Regions from separate parts of the Lactuca sativa genome. Here region 1 is linked to region 2. Evidence: chromatin contacts called from public Hi-C data. All regions are on one chromosome and are shown on one strand. The core of a region is the stretch at or near the end of the contact, and the rest is flanking DNA. Distances in the headings are between cores, read along the strand shown.

The links. A called contact is a pair of places that touch in the nucleus more often than the background predicts.
Region 1: a Hi-C map of seed shows a contact between it and region 2, with 10 times the contacts expected there. The contact joins the promoter of LOC111892086 here to the promoter of LOC111900976 in region 2. A contact is called at or near these places in 2 of 4 Hi-C or Micro-C datasets (leaf and seed).

What each region holds. Positions count from the first base shown.
Region 1 is chr1:204,023,974-204,030,929 of Lsat_Salinas_v11, forward strand. It overlaps LOC111892086 (ABC transporter G family member 29), which reads left to right and starts at 2,062. Exons shown (of 21, transcript XM_023888150.3): 1 at 2,062-2,479; 2 at 5,385-5,594; 3 at 6,246-6,330; 4 at 6,435-6,594. The coding sequence starts at 2,169.
Region 2 is chr1:203,623,928-203,630,670 of Lsat_Salinas_v11, forward strand. LOC111900976 (serine carboxypeptidase-like 13) reads right to left here and starts at 3,678. Exons shown (of 14, transcript XM_023896842.3): 1 at 3,459-3,678; 2 at 3,245-3,390; 3 at 2,445-2,521; 4 at 2,210-2,332; 5 at 2,020-2,122; 6 at 1,532-1,569; 7 at 1,336-1,437; 8 at 1,154-1,240; 9 at 1,005-1,079; 10 at 841-912; 11 at 510-658; 12 at 18-131. The coding sequence starts at 3,607.

The DNA of each region.
Region 1 (6,956 bases), core at 812-3,311, 400 kb after region 2:
TTTTATTTATTTAAATTAGTATTTTTGTTTAAATTTAAAAGATAAAAAACATTTATTTTATAATAACTAGTTTATAACCCGTGGGAACTACGGTTACAAATTTAATTAAACTTTTATAGTATAAAAATTCAAAATTATTAATCAATTACTTTAAATAAATTATTAATTAATAGTTTTTTTGTTATATAATATTATAATCATTGAATTAAATAAATATATGAAACTATATCACTTTATAATTTGTATTAATTTTATTGTAGTTTTTATTCTATTGTTATTAATTTAATATAATTAGAGTGGAAAATTTAAAATTTGAAATTTGAAATGAATAATTAATAGATTGACAAGTAGCATGCATTAATTAGGAAACTTAATAAGATGACATATGGCAAAAGAAAAATAAAATATGTATTAATTAAAAGGCCTAGAGTGACACATATCAAAAGAATAATAAAACTATTCTTTTATTAGAATAGGGATTCAAAATATTTCTTATTTTCTTATAAATTCAAAATTCTCGTATATTTTGACATTTATATTTGATTTTTTTTAAAATAAACTCATGTAATACATGAATCTCACAACTAGTATTTTAATAAAATGGTCTTGCTGTAAAATAGACAGAAAATATATTTTTTAATAAAAAAAATTAATTCTAATAATTTTTTTAACATTCACTTCTTTTTTTCTATAAATATAAATAGTAAGATCATTGTTTATAATTTATTAAAATATTAAATAGAGTTAAGAGTATATATGGTATGTATTTACATATAATACAAACCTAAAACCTTTATACAAAATTTACTTATTCCTACGAAATGAACTAAATCATCATTAATATAACGAACTCATTACATAATCATGTTCATTCTATTAGATTGTGGTCCATTTCAAGTGACAAAACAAATTCTTAGAATCCTATATAGTTATTTTGTATCCACCCAGAATAGTAAACTCCAACGGTATAACAAGATTCGTTCGCCGACTAACGACCGTCAGAAACAATGACATGCCTCAAATAATTAAGAAACGCATAATTAAAAACAACGCTAACGGCGACTTTTACTCCGGACGACTCCATCATCTACAGCATAGCAGTTTTGACTCTATTCAACCGTTACAATGACAAACTCCAAATAAACCAACAAAACAATGTACGAAGTCTCGTGTGGTTTATTCAACTCATCATCTAAAATAACATGACTTTGTAATATGTATCAAATTCTTATAAACATATACTATATTACAATTTATATATAAAGGTAAATTAAAAAAGTGAACATCATGCTTTACTTTTTTACCAATATAATATAACTTTTTTATATAACAATAATATATTTAATTTGTTTTTCCCATAATAGCAAATTCTTACATTTCTTTGGCAATTATAACAATATATAGTTCATAACAACATAAATACATTTTTTTTTTGACAATTATAGCAATTGGCTAGCAAATTCTTACGCACCCATGTAATAGCAACATATACTTACATTTCATCTATAATAATAACACATGTAACAAGTAAAATAAAGCCCCGTCCATAATGGTAACAAAATATTAGTATGATATTATTATAGGTAAAAGAATATCGGTAGATTTTCCTTATGGGTTGAAGTACATTATCATCATCAATCTAGAAATATAACTATCTTTGCAATTATGAAAGCTGGACCCTGATATCGATCCGATTCGATCTGTAAATCGGATCCAGTTAAAATCCGTTTTTACCAAACCATATAATAATCCTGTAGAGCGGATTGAAAATTGTTCGGTATTTCAAATTCAAAAGCGGATTAGACTCCGGATTCTAAATAAGATTGGACCTAAACCGGATTAAACCGCTAAAAACCTCTAGATCGAATAGGCAGCGATATACTGATATACACTACTATTCTTTTTTGCAATTTACCCGGTTAAATATCCAAAATAAAAATAAAAAGTTTCCTATCAGCGACCCCACCCAAGAATATTATTAAATAAATGACCCAGGTTGGCTTATGCTATTGTATGTATTGCCTAGTTTCACTCGTCATGTATCGTAAACCGGCATACTCTATATATCACACAAGTTATCACTAGACTTCCATCAAAAATCTAAAACTATGTATTTGACTTGATCTCTTTAATTATCAGTTTCATTGTCATAAACCATAAGAGAAGAGATGGAGATGAAAGAGTTGTATGTGAGTCCAGATGATCATAGCAGAAGGAGCAATCATGCTGAGGAAGATGAAGACGGGCTGAAACGGGCAGCTTTAGATAGCCTGCCCACTTTTGATCGTTTAAGGACTGCTTTCATGGAGTCTTATGCTACACAAGACATTGAAAACCAACAAGGTGATACAATCCACAAACAAGTTGATGTAAGAGACCTCGGTGTGGATGACCACCAAAAGATTATCGATAAGTTGTTTAAGGTTGTGGAAGTAGATAATGACAGGTTCTTGAGGGAGCTACGAGAAAGATTCCACAGGTTCCTTTTTGTTTTCATCTCTAATTTCAAACAACTTTTAGGCCATGTTTTCTAAGCATGCATGGACTGATATTAATGAGAAAAAACATACAATTTTTTTGTAGCTCTTTAATTTGTCGTGCAAAAGAAAAATCATGAATATAGTCCTTATCTTTCTCATTGAAAATATCGTTTGAAAGCTTGTCATTTTCTCATCCACTTAAACCCGGCATTTTGATACAAGACACAATTAAAACAACAAAAGTTTTCTGAATAGTTGTCTCAAAAATATGTGTTTTGGGGTTTATGGGTATCAAACATACTTCACATGTCTAAACACGTATAGACATTCATGTTGACACGCAACACGTGTAAAGACGTGACACACGACAAGTACAAACACGAATTAAATTTGTGTAGATTCATGTTTATATGCGTTTTCGTGTAAAACAGTTAAAAATGTGTCCATTCATGTAGTATCACGGGTCAGACGGAGCAATTAATTATGTGTCGTGTTCGTGCTTGATACCCGATACTCAATTTACACTTTGTGTCGTGTATGTATTTAACGAATTTGTCTTTGCCTAATTCATGTCATGTAAAAAAAATTTTGACACGTATACACAACATCTAGAGAAGGATTTCGAAGAAAAGGATCCCAAAGAGTCTTGTAGTTCTGATAACATTAGGCATGATTTGGCGGCAATGTCACGCTTCAAACTTTTACAAGTCGTATCGATGTGTAAGACGTGATTTAAGACAATAATTTTGTATAAAATATTATATATATATATATATATATATATATATATATATATATATATATATACACACACACACACACACACACACACGTCAGAAATTTTTTTTGTTGGAAAGTAAGAAATTTTTTTCGGCATATTGTTTTGGCGAACAAAACAAATGAATCACCAGATAAATCAAAAATAACACGATTCACAAAAAAAATTCCCGAAAAACATCTCTATGATTCATTTTTACGATTATTTTGTTGATATTTACTAAAATGGTCATAAAAGTGATTTTTTTTCCTGGATTTACTTAAAAATAAATCATGAATATATTTTTTGGAAAATTTTTCTTATTGATCATCTTAGTTTTGAATCATCTAATGATTCATTTTGTTTGTTTGCTAAAAATAATGTATATAAAAAATTTATTACCTTCCTATCAAAAATTTCTTCTCATTTGATTTTGATTATATATATATATATATATATATATATATATATATATATATATATATATATATATATATATATATATATATATATATATATATATATATATATATATATATATATATATATATATATATATAACTTAAGGCGTCATTTTGTTAAAACATGGCATTAAATACAAACATTGGAGTAGAGATGTTAAAGAGTCTTATGGAACCCTGTTCCTTCCTGGGTCCTGGCACATGTGTAGGTATTTATTAAAAAAATCGGAGGTGGGGACAGGGGCGGGGCAGGATTAATCTCCGTTTTAATTTCAGGGGTATGGGCGGGGTCGGCAGTCCCGACCCGAAACCCTATGCGGCCCTGTTAAGTTGTTAATATAATGTTTTAAGATGACATAATTTTTTTTAACATGTAACATTTTGCTATAAATAAATATTTTTATTTAAAAAATAGTTTTTTTAGCTCAAATAACAGCTCCTTTTAACCCAAAAACGACAGCCCAAAATCAATTTGGGACGGGACCGGGGGAACGAAGAAATTTCAGAAGCAGGGATAGGAGTGCACTCCTCGTCCTATTTTTCCAGATTGACATCCCAACATTAGAGTCATAACATGATGAAACATTTAAGATCTTTTTAGAGCACTGGTCATGTATAACAAAAAATAAATAAATGAAATAAAATAAAAAAATAAAAACCTTTAAAAAAATAGGTTGGTTTTTAATTAGTTTGTAACAATAAGATTATTTAAGAAATTGGATCCACCGTACACTGACTGATTTTGTAATTTTCAAATACAACCTTTCAACTTTTAATTTCTAACCACTTAAATATGTAATATTTGTTTCATTTTCATTTATTCCCATTTTAAAATTTTATTATATGCCATTACATATATTATGTTCAAATTTATTTGTTGGAAGAGGTAACTAATACTAACATATATCTCTAACAAATTATGTGATTATGATAACAATTTTTCTTTTAAATATTAACCTGGTAGAAATATTAAATATTTTTATTTAGAACCGACATGTTCAGTTTTTATTTTCAAAAATTAATTTGGATATTTCATATATAATATTTTTTCACTCGTGTCTTTCTTGTGGACATAAAATGGTTATTTTTCAGGTAATAGTTACTTTTTCATTTTTATTTTACTTTGTTTATCATTTTGAGATTAAAAAAATAAAATAAAATAAACGCTTAACCCCTACCCCTCCCCTTCCCTTTCCCTACCAGTTTTGTCTCCCTCAATCTCACCATACCCTCTTCCTCTCCGTCGATCCGACAACCTCTTTATCCTCTATTTTTCTTTCAAGCATTTTTCAGTAACCTGAACCTCTTCAACTACCATCGTTGTTGCTTTAGTAGGTCATAAGTTGATCTGTCGAGATCGTGAAACACTCCACCATTTGATACCAATACATTTTGTTGCATACCACCCATGGATCCGACCTTACCTGAGAAACTCGAAACACGAATCAGATTTATAAGTTCAGTATTTATTTTCAAACATTAACTCGGATTATCACTGATGTCATTAAAAGTTACATGTTTCATCCCTAGTCCTAGCCTTGTTCCATTGCACACCAAACCTTGTATTGGTTTTGTGATGTTATTTTGGATTAGTATAGTTATCACATACATAATAAACATGGCTTTGATAGCGTTGTGACGATTTTAAATATATTAATCTTTTTATTCTATGTTGTATTGTTACAGAGTTGGCATTACTCTTCCAACAGTAGAAGTCCGTTTCAAGAATTTAACAATGAAAGCTAATTGCTTTGTTGGTAACCGATCTATACCGACTTTGACAAACACTCTACGCAACCTTACAGACACGGTTTTTGGTTTTCTTGGTATTGGATTATCAAAGAGGGGAAAGATTACAATTCTTGATGATGTTTCTGGGATGATCAAGCCTTCAAGGTATTTTCTTCATTCATGCTATAAAAGCCACCTTTAATCTTGCTCGAAACTTTTACGCATAAAAACACTCTTTTGGAAGATTCGAGCAAACATTCTAAATTATTCCCAAGACATTCAAATGTCCTACCTAAGATAAAGCTTGATAAAAGTATAGTCAATATTACGTTATTTACTTTTAAAAGGATAAACACAAATCATAGAATTTACAAATCTAGTACAAAAATAGAAAGTCAACGACCCCCAAATGATGGAATTTAGCCCAATGGACATGCCAAAATGGCAAAGCCCTTTTTCCCATGCATCCGACATTGTTGGCTCTTTTATTATGTGGTTTTTCACTTTTGACACAATTACACAAAGCCCATTTGAGCACAAGACAATACATAACAAGTTGTGCATTTGCACTGAACTAAAACTAAGGTGTTTGTTAATGGAATAAAAATTATTTTTCTATTCCATGCAAAAAAGGTAGGACTGATACTTGCATCGATCGCTCTTTTGTAAAAAGAAATAAATGCCTTCCTTATCTATATACTCTTCATAGAACACATACCTACAATGATCTCTAATACTTTTATGCTTTATCTATTTTGTTGTTCCACATTGAAATAAAATAGAAGTTAACAAAAACTTAATTTTGTTTTATAAAAGGATGACTCTTCTACTAGGTCCGCCCTCCTCCGGAAAAACGACTCTATTGTTGGCTTTGGCAGGTCGGGCCAACCCAGGTTTAACGGTTAGCTTTTGGGAAATAACTTAATGAAATCTTCATAAATTATTTAGAACAAATACAATCTTTTACTTCAATAATATATTTTGGTAAATATACATGTTGAGCAGGTTGAAGGAAACGTGACATACAACGGGCATACATTTAAAGAATTCGTCCCACAAAGGACGTCTTCATACATCAGCCAAACTGATGTTCATGTAGGCGAAATGACAGTAAAAGAAACACTAGATTTTTCAGCTCGATGCCAAGGAGTTGGATCTCGATATGGTATTTAACGGTTTCGAAAGAGTTAAATACAAGAAATAATAATGTACTTTTATTGATTTGTTTATTATAGCACTCTACTTTCATTTCTTATATAAAAGCATTGTATTTTAAAAACTCTACCAAATTATAGTAATGTCATCTAAAGAATGCAATGTTCACTATTATAAATGGATAGACTTTTCAAAATATCATTTTCTAATAATAAAAATTAAATTAAATTAAAATGCTAAAAATGGATAAATTTTTCATAGTAAATTTTTTAATAAAAAACAATACTATAATGTTCTAAACAAATGAAAGTAGAATGCTATAATATACAAAACTTGGAAGTAGGTTTTTATTTTTTGTATTTAGACTAACTT
Region 2 (6,743 bases), core at 2,428-4,927:
TAAAATTTTCAGCTCACCCTGCGATCTGGTCATTAACAAACCATGGTTCCCATTGCTTCTCTACCGGAAGATTAAGATTACTAATCCACTTCTCTGTGCCCACATGTGGAAATGTCATGTCATGATCACCACTGTGCATTTGAATTTTCAAGAGACACATATAAGATGTATAGCTTATTCCAAAACAAAAACATTAAATCTTTATCTATATATATATATATATATATATATATATATATATATATATATATATATATATATATATATATATATTCCGAGAAAGATTACAAACAATCATGGCCATTGATTTATTAAATCAAAATGGTCATTAGAAGGCAATGTAGTGTTCATAATATTTAGAAAAATAATCACATTTTTAAAAGGATTTACTTTAATTTTGTTGGCATTATTTTTTTTAACTAAAACCTCCTAAATAAATAAAAGTGCAAAAGCAACCTTTTTGTAATAATGAAACGAGAATATTATCTTTCTGAAGTATGAGTAATTACCATATGATCAAATATTGGCATTTCTTGGCAAGAAGTTGTTTGTGGGTGGGGATAGTACTGAACACATCGTATGAGTAACATTCTGTGTCCTTTTTCCCCATATCGTAATGAATACTTCCGTTTTTAATCACCCAATTTTCTATTGTTCCCTGTATATAAAAAGAAAGGTATTCAAGAGTTCTTAATTCTTAAGCATATTAGATTTTTGAAGTAATAGCATGTTTTGTGTGAATGAGTTGTAACACAAAGTAAGATCAAATCTAGCAGTTTGCAATTTGAGATATACATATATTTGCATTGATATATACACATACGATTATATATAACATACCTCACGGACATGGAGAGCATTCTGAACTTCCTTTTTGTTTGCCCAGATTCCTATAAATACATACCGAGCTTCCTAAACAAAGAAGAAATAACATTGATGTCAATAAAAGAATCATATATGGGAAAATTATGTGTTGATTTGAGTATTTGAAAAAGAAAAATTACTCGACAAGTTGGGTCCGTGTATGTTGTATCACACATTGGATCTAATATATTCTCTAAGTTGATCTTGCTTGTGGCCTACAAATGGAATTTTGAATTAAACTTGTGCTACATAAACTTGTATAAGATCATACAAAATGATATTTGTATACCTCTTCCACCTGTTGGAGATTATTCCAGCAAAGGACATTGTCTACATCATTGGATATATAGTTACCTTTACATGTTTGTTTTGTAGACTGAAATATGAAACAAATATAATCAAATGACCAAATAAATAGTGGTTACTTTGAGAAATAGATGGTCATGTTTTGGTGTTAATATTTTTCATTACCTCATAAATATCGGTTGATATTAGTGATAGCCGATAAGCAAACTCAAATCTTGAATTAAAATCATTGAACTTATCAGTTAAAGGGGAAACGCTAATGACTCCCTATATAATGCAAAAAAAAGAGGTGAATATGACATTCTATATTTCCTTTTATACAATAATATTTGTAAATAGCGTTATAAAGTTTGCATATTACTTTCATATTTAGTTGTGGTTGATTTCCACGTTCATTGCCTACAAAGTACCCGACATCACAAACATAATGTTAGAAAAATCAAGCCTTTTGGCAATTAACAACTACGAAATTAATGACAAAATCTAACGCACAATAGGAGTACATGTAATAAATAAACAAATGAATAAACTTATATAAGAAATTGTTATTCAGTTTTCTGGATTATCTAGTTCTCATTTTAATAAAACCGTTTTGGTGTAAAACAATCAAAAAATTCGAATATCCAAACCATATAGTCCAACCAAATTGTCCAATTAAACAAATTTTAGTTTCTTGTTATTCTTCTTTCTTTTTAAAATAATCTTTCGCCTTTAAAAAGAATTCCAATTTGGGCAACTTATGACCAATTCTATTACACTCGAAGAGAAGTGGAAATGAGTAAACTCATCATCATGATCAACAAGAGCAACCCCTAAAGATTGAATTAAAACCATAGTTAGAGATATTACCTTTATATACATTTAAAGCAACATTTGGTATGATAATCCCCATGTATGAAATCCCTGATACGTAAAACGGATTGCTGAGAAACCTAGGGTGATCCGTAAACCACTGTATAATTAACATGTAAAACAAAATCATTTTCAAATTAAATAAGAAGACAATATATTAATAAATTAATAGAAGTTATTACAAAACCTTTCGTAGAAAATCATAAGCATATGAAGCTAGAAGGGAATCACTGCAAATCGTTCCTTCGTATGTTGTAGAATATGAGAACCCTGCTCCCGCTGGTGCATCTATGAATAACATATTAGCAACCTACAAAATTACACGATTAATTGTATGTAAAAAATCATTCATGTAGAACATAAAATCCATAGGTTTATAACATTAATTTTTAGAAAAATGTTTCGAGTGAGAGAATGTGAACCTTATTCCATGGATATGGATTCAACTTCAATGTAATGTTATCCTCCGTTGAAGTTTCCAAATTGAAATTGAGTGGACCTACAAAAGAAAATGGTTAGTTAATTTTAATGAATTGTGTGTAAATAAATACTGACATGTTTGGTCAAAAATGCTAAAATTCAATTTGGTATTACTTATTAAAGTAACTTAATAATAGACTTCAATGCCTTTAAAATTGGAAACAAATGTCCTTAAAGTAAGTTTTAATTTTGGCATGTTTGGTAAAAAAATGCTAAAATTCAAAACCATGTTAAAATTAAAAATAATTGACAATCATAACCAAAGAATATATCACGTGATTGACACAAAAGTCGGATCAAACCACTAAAATAATGTAAGTAAACTTTTTGAATAGTTACCAAATTTGTTCCTCATCTAATAAATGTTATCCAGACAAAAAATTCATCGAACATTGATTATCTCATATGTTAGCAACAAACTGGAAAATTGGTCTTGAAATTAGATTCTTGTAACCATGAACATGAGGAACGTAGTCATATAGTTTAGGAGACATCCCGACCACAGGGATCAACAAGAAACAAGATCAGACTCCGGTGAAGTCAACGCCGGTGGAAGCTAGGTTTCCGGCGAGGGTTTCTGGGAAGGTGGATCTGTGTTGCGATGTGAACAAGCTCCGGCGAAGTCACTGCCGGAGATTGTTTATTCTAGTGTGTGTGTGTGTGTTTGTGTGTAATTAATATGGTTGTTTAATGCAATAGATAAATGAATTAGATGCAGACAAGAATTTAGATACACGATTACCTATTTGATACATCATGGAATAAAGTACAGAAGTCCCGGGCCCACCGGTGAGGTAAAGAAGAAGAGGGTCTTCGGAGGGATTTCTTTCGGACTCAACGAAGTAGTAAAAGATCTGCACTGCTTCATCTTTTCCAACTCCGATGTATCTTTTAATAAAACAAGATTAATTTATGAGTTGTCAGAAGCAGAAAAAACAATGAAAACGAAGACATACCCGGTTTCCAGACTGAAAGGAAGATCACCATCAAAACCGGGGAGTCTCTTGACGATTGACTTTGAGTTTGATGCACTTATGGAAAGTGCAAAGATTATTAGAAGGGAAACCAGAGTGTGTTTTGATTCCATTTCGAGAGTTTTCTGCATAAGTAGTAGGTGTAATGTGTTTATGTAGACATGTGTAAGAAGTAGGTGTAAGTGTGGATATGTGGAGATGTGATGTGCCATGGTGGTTAGGTGTGCAAAAAGAGGAGAGATGGGGTCGTCTGTGTAATTTTATAAGCTCACTGTAAGATCGATCGTCGACCAGGGATGCTCGAGTTTTTTTTTTATCACAACAGCGTTATTCAAAAAAAATATTTAGTGTAGTTTGGAAAAAATATTTTTAACCAATGTTTTTTTATTAGGGGTGAGACCATACGGATTAATTAAAATAAAAGTTTAATTGTTAAAAAAATTAAAAATTGTATTAAATCAAAATCGATTATAATCAATTACATTGAATAAATCAATTATAGAGAGTTACTTTAAATTTGTTTGAGATTGTAATTAATTCTTATTCTATCTAAACTATTTAAGATGTTGCACTTAAATTTCAAATGACTTTTTATCCATATAAATTGACTTTTATGACTTAAGTTAAACTTTGACTTTAATCAATATGTCAAGAAATTTGTATAAGTTTGGTATAAGAAAGAGGATATTATTTTGGAAAGTATATATTTTGGAAATTATATATACGATTAGTTTAGAATTTGAGATGAAACAATCAAAATTGGATGTGTATTTATGATATCATATGAAAAAAAGGTATATATAGCATTTACAATTTTTATTTTTGAAATTAATAGAATAAATACACTAATTAATTAATTAATCTCATTTAATACAAAGCAACCACAAAATGACATGTGAAATTAATTTATTAAAAAAAACCATAAACTCTTAAAAATTAGACAAGAGGCAAAAAAAACTTTCACATGATTTTCAATTTTTCTTACCTTTTTTTATTTTAAATATCCATTTTTTTTACTTTTATTTTTTATTTCAATTTTTTAGTATCTTTCTTACTTTTGTAAATATTAGTTTTTTTTTTCTTACAATTTTTTTTAGCTTTTTTAAATATACATTTAAAATAATGCTTTGACATTAAGGTTTAAAAATTCGACCAGAGACCATACCGGCCGACATACCAAATCGTTCAATTGGTCTAACCGGTTGTACCGATCTGAAAAACTGAAAAAAATGGATAATATCATAATTACATTATTATTAATTTTAATTATATACAAAATACAAAAAATGAAAAAAAAATATTTTTTAAAATTTCTTTTTTAACCGGTTTAACCCGTTTTCACTGGTTCACATGATAAATAGTTTTTTTGGTTTCCAAGAACCGGTTTTCAAAACATGGGACATTATTTATACAAATTATACAAATCATTTTGAAAATCAAATTTTAGTCATCTTAAATTAAATTTGTCATTATATATCTTTCCTATTTAATAAAGCGTATTGGTCACAACCACGATTTAGTGAAGTAATTCCAAATTTAGAACAAATAGGAAATTGAAACGACTGTCGTTCAACAAGACTAAGAAATGTTACTTAGTACCAACTTAGATTAATAGTCGTTTTAACAACAATTAATAATCAATTGCTTTATAGTCAAGGTCCTTGAGGCAGCGGCAGTACTAGGATCAAAATAAAGGGGTATCTAATTTTTTTTAGGGTAGCATAAATTTTTTTTACGGGGTACTTGGGTTTTCTGGTTCGATTTTAAACCCAAACATTAATCAAATCTTTAGCTAGCCTCAAGTCTTGTTATATAAACAGGGTTGTGAACATATATATATATATATATATATATATATATATATATATATATATATATATATATATATATATATATATATATATATATATATATATATATATATAACACCGACAATTTCAAACAATTTTTCATTTAAAAATAATCGTTTAATTCTTAGAAACACTTGTTTAAAATCTCATTCATAATCGGATTACAAAAAAAACATGACTCCATTTCACTTGTATAGAAAACCAGGATCCTCAAAACATGACTCTTTCTCTGGTGTGTACAATCAAGCCGGTGTCGTCCCGTGATACTAAAAGAAACCTGCAACACAACATAAAACAAAACACTGTAAGCACGAAGCTTAGTGAGTTCCCAAAAATACCACACACAATACACATTAGCCACTCGAGGCTATAACTCTGTGGGTTCGTGGACCCTGCTCTGTGAACCCTCTGGTTCTAACTCTGTGAACCTTCCGGTTCTAACTCTAGGAACCCCTCGGTTCCAGCTCTGAAAACATGCACAGCATAAATCACATAGAAATAATGCGGTACAACACATAACATACATAGCATACAATTACTCTGTCACATAACTCTGGTTACCTACTCAAGGTAAAGTATAGTGAGAAGACTCACCTGGCAAGCAGAAAGCAGATATCCCCACACTTGAATCTCGAACTCGCCGCTGCCTAACACGTAAGGCGTATACTCTCATGAATATAACTCTCGAGACTAGAATCAACCCTCTCATGGCACCCTCTTAAGGTTAAAAGACCATTTTACCCCTCTCTTGGCCCAAAGGCTACATCGCTGACCAAGCCCTAAAAGTCAACGGTCAACTCTTGGTCAAAGTCAAAGTCCTCAGTCCAAGTCAACCCTCCTGGTTGACCCTGCTCGCCGAGTCAACCTGTCGACTCGTCGAGTCCCCATGCTCAGAACTTCCCCAATCCGCGACTCAACTCGCCGAGTCACCCCGAGACTCGCCGAGTTCCACAACTCTGAGTCCACTCGCACACAACTCACCGAGTCATCCCTTGACTCACCGATTCTCAACTCGACCAGAAGATATTGGGACTCTTCGACAAGACTCGTCGAGTCCAACAATAGACTCGCCGAGTCTAAGGCTATCTTCAACCTACTCGCCGAGTTGTTCATACAACTCGCCGAGTTCCAGACCATCTTCATCCAACTCGCCGAGTTCGAGCTCATCTTCAAGCAACTCGTCGAGTCCACTCATGTGACTCGCCGAGTACCACCGGTCTAAATCCAAACAGAAGCACTCCAGGCCATGCAATTGATCCAAAACATAGATCTAACCTCCTACAACTCATCCATCACGTAAAGTGGCAAACTTTACGTGAATCCAAAGAGATCTATGCACTTTCACTCTAGGGTTTGGGTTTGGGACAAAATAGCTCCATCAACCACTCACAAACAGGGACTTTCATGCATTCCAACC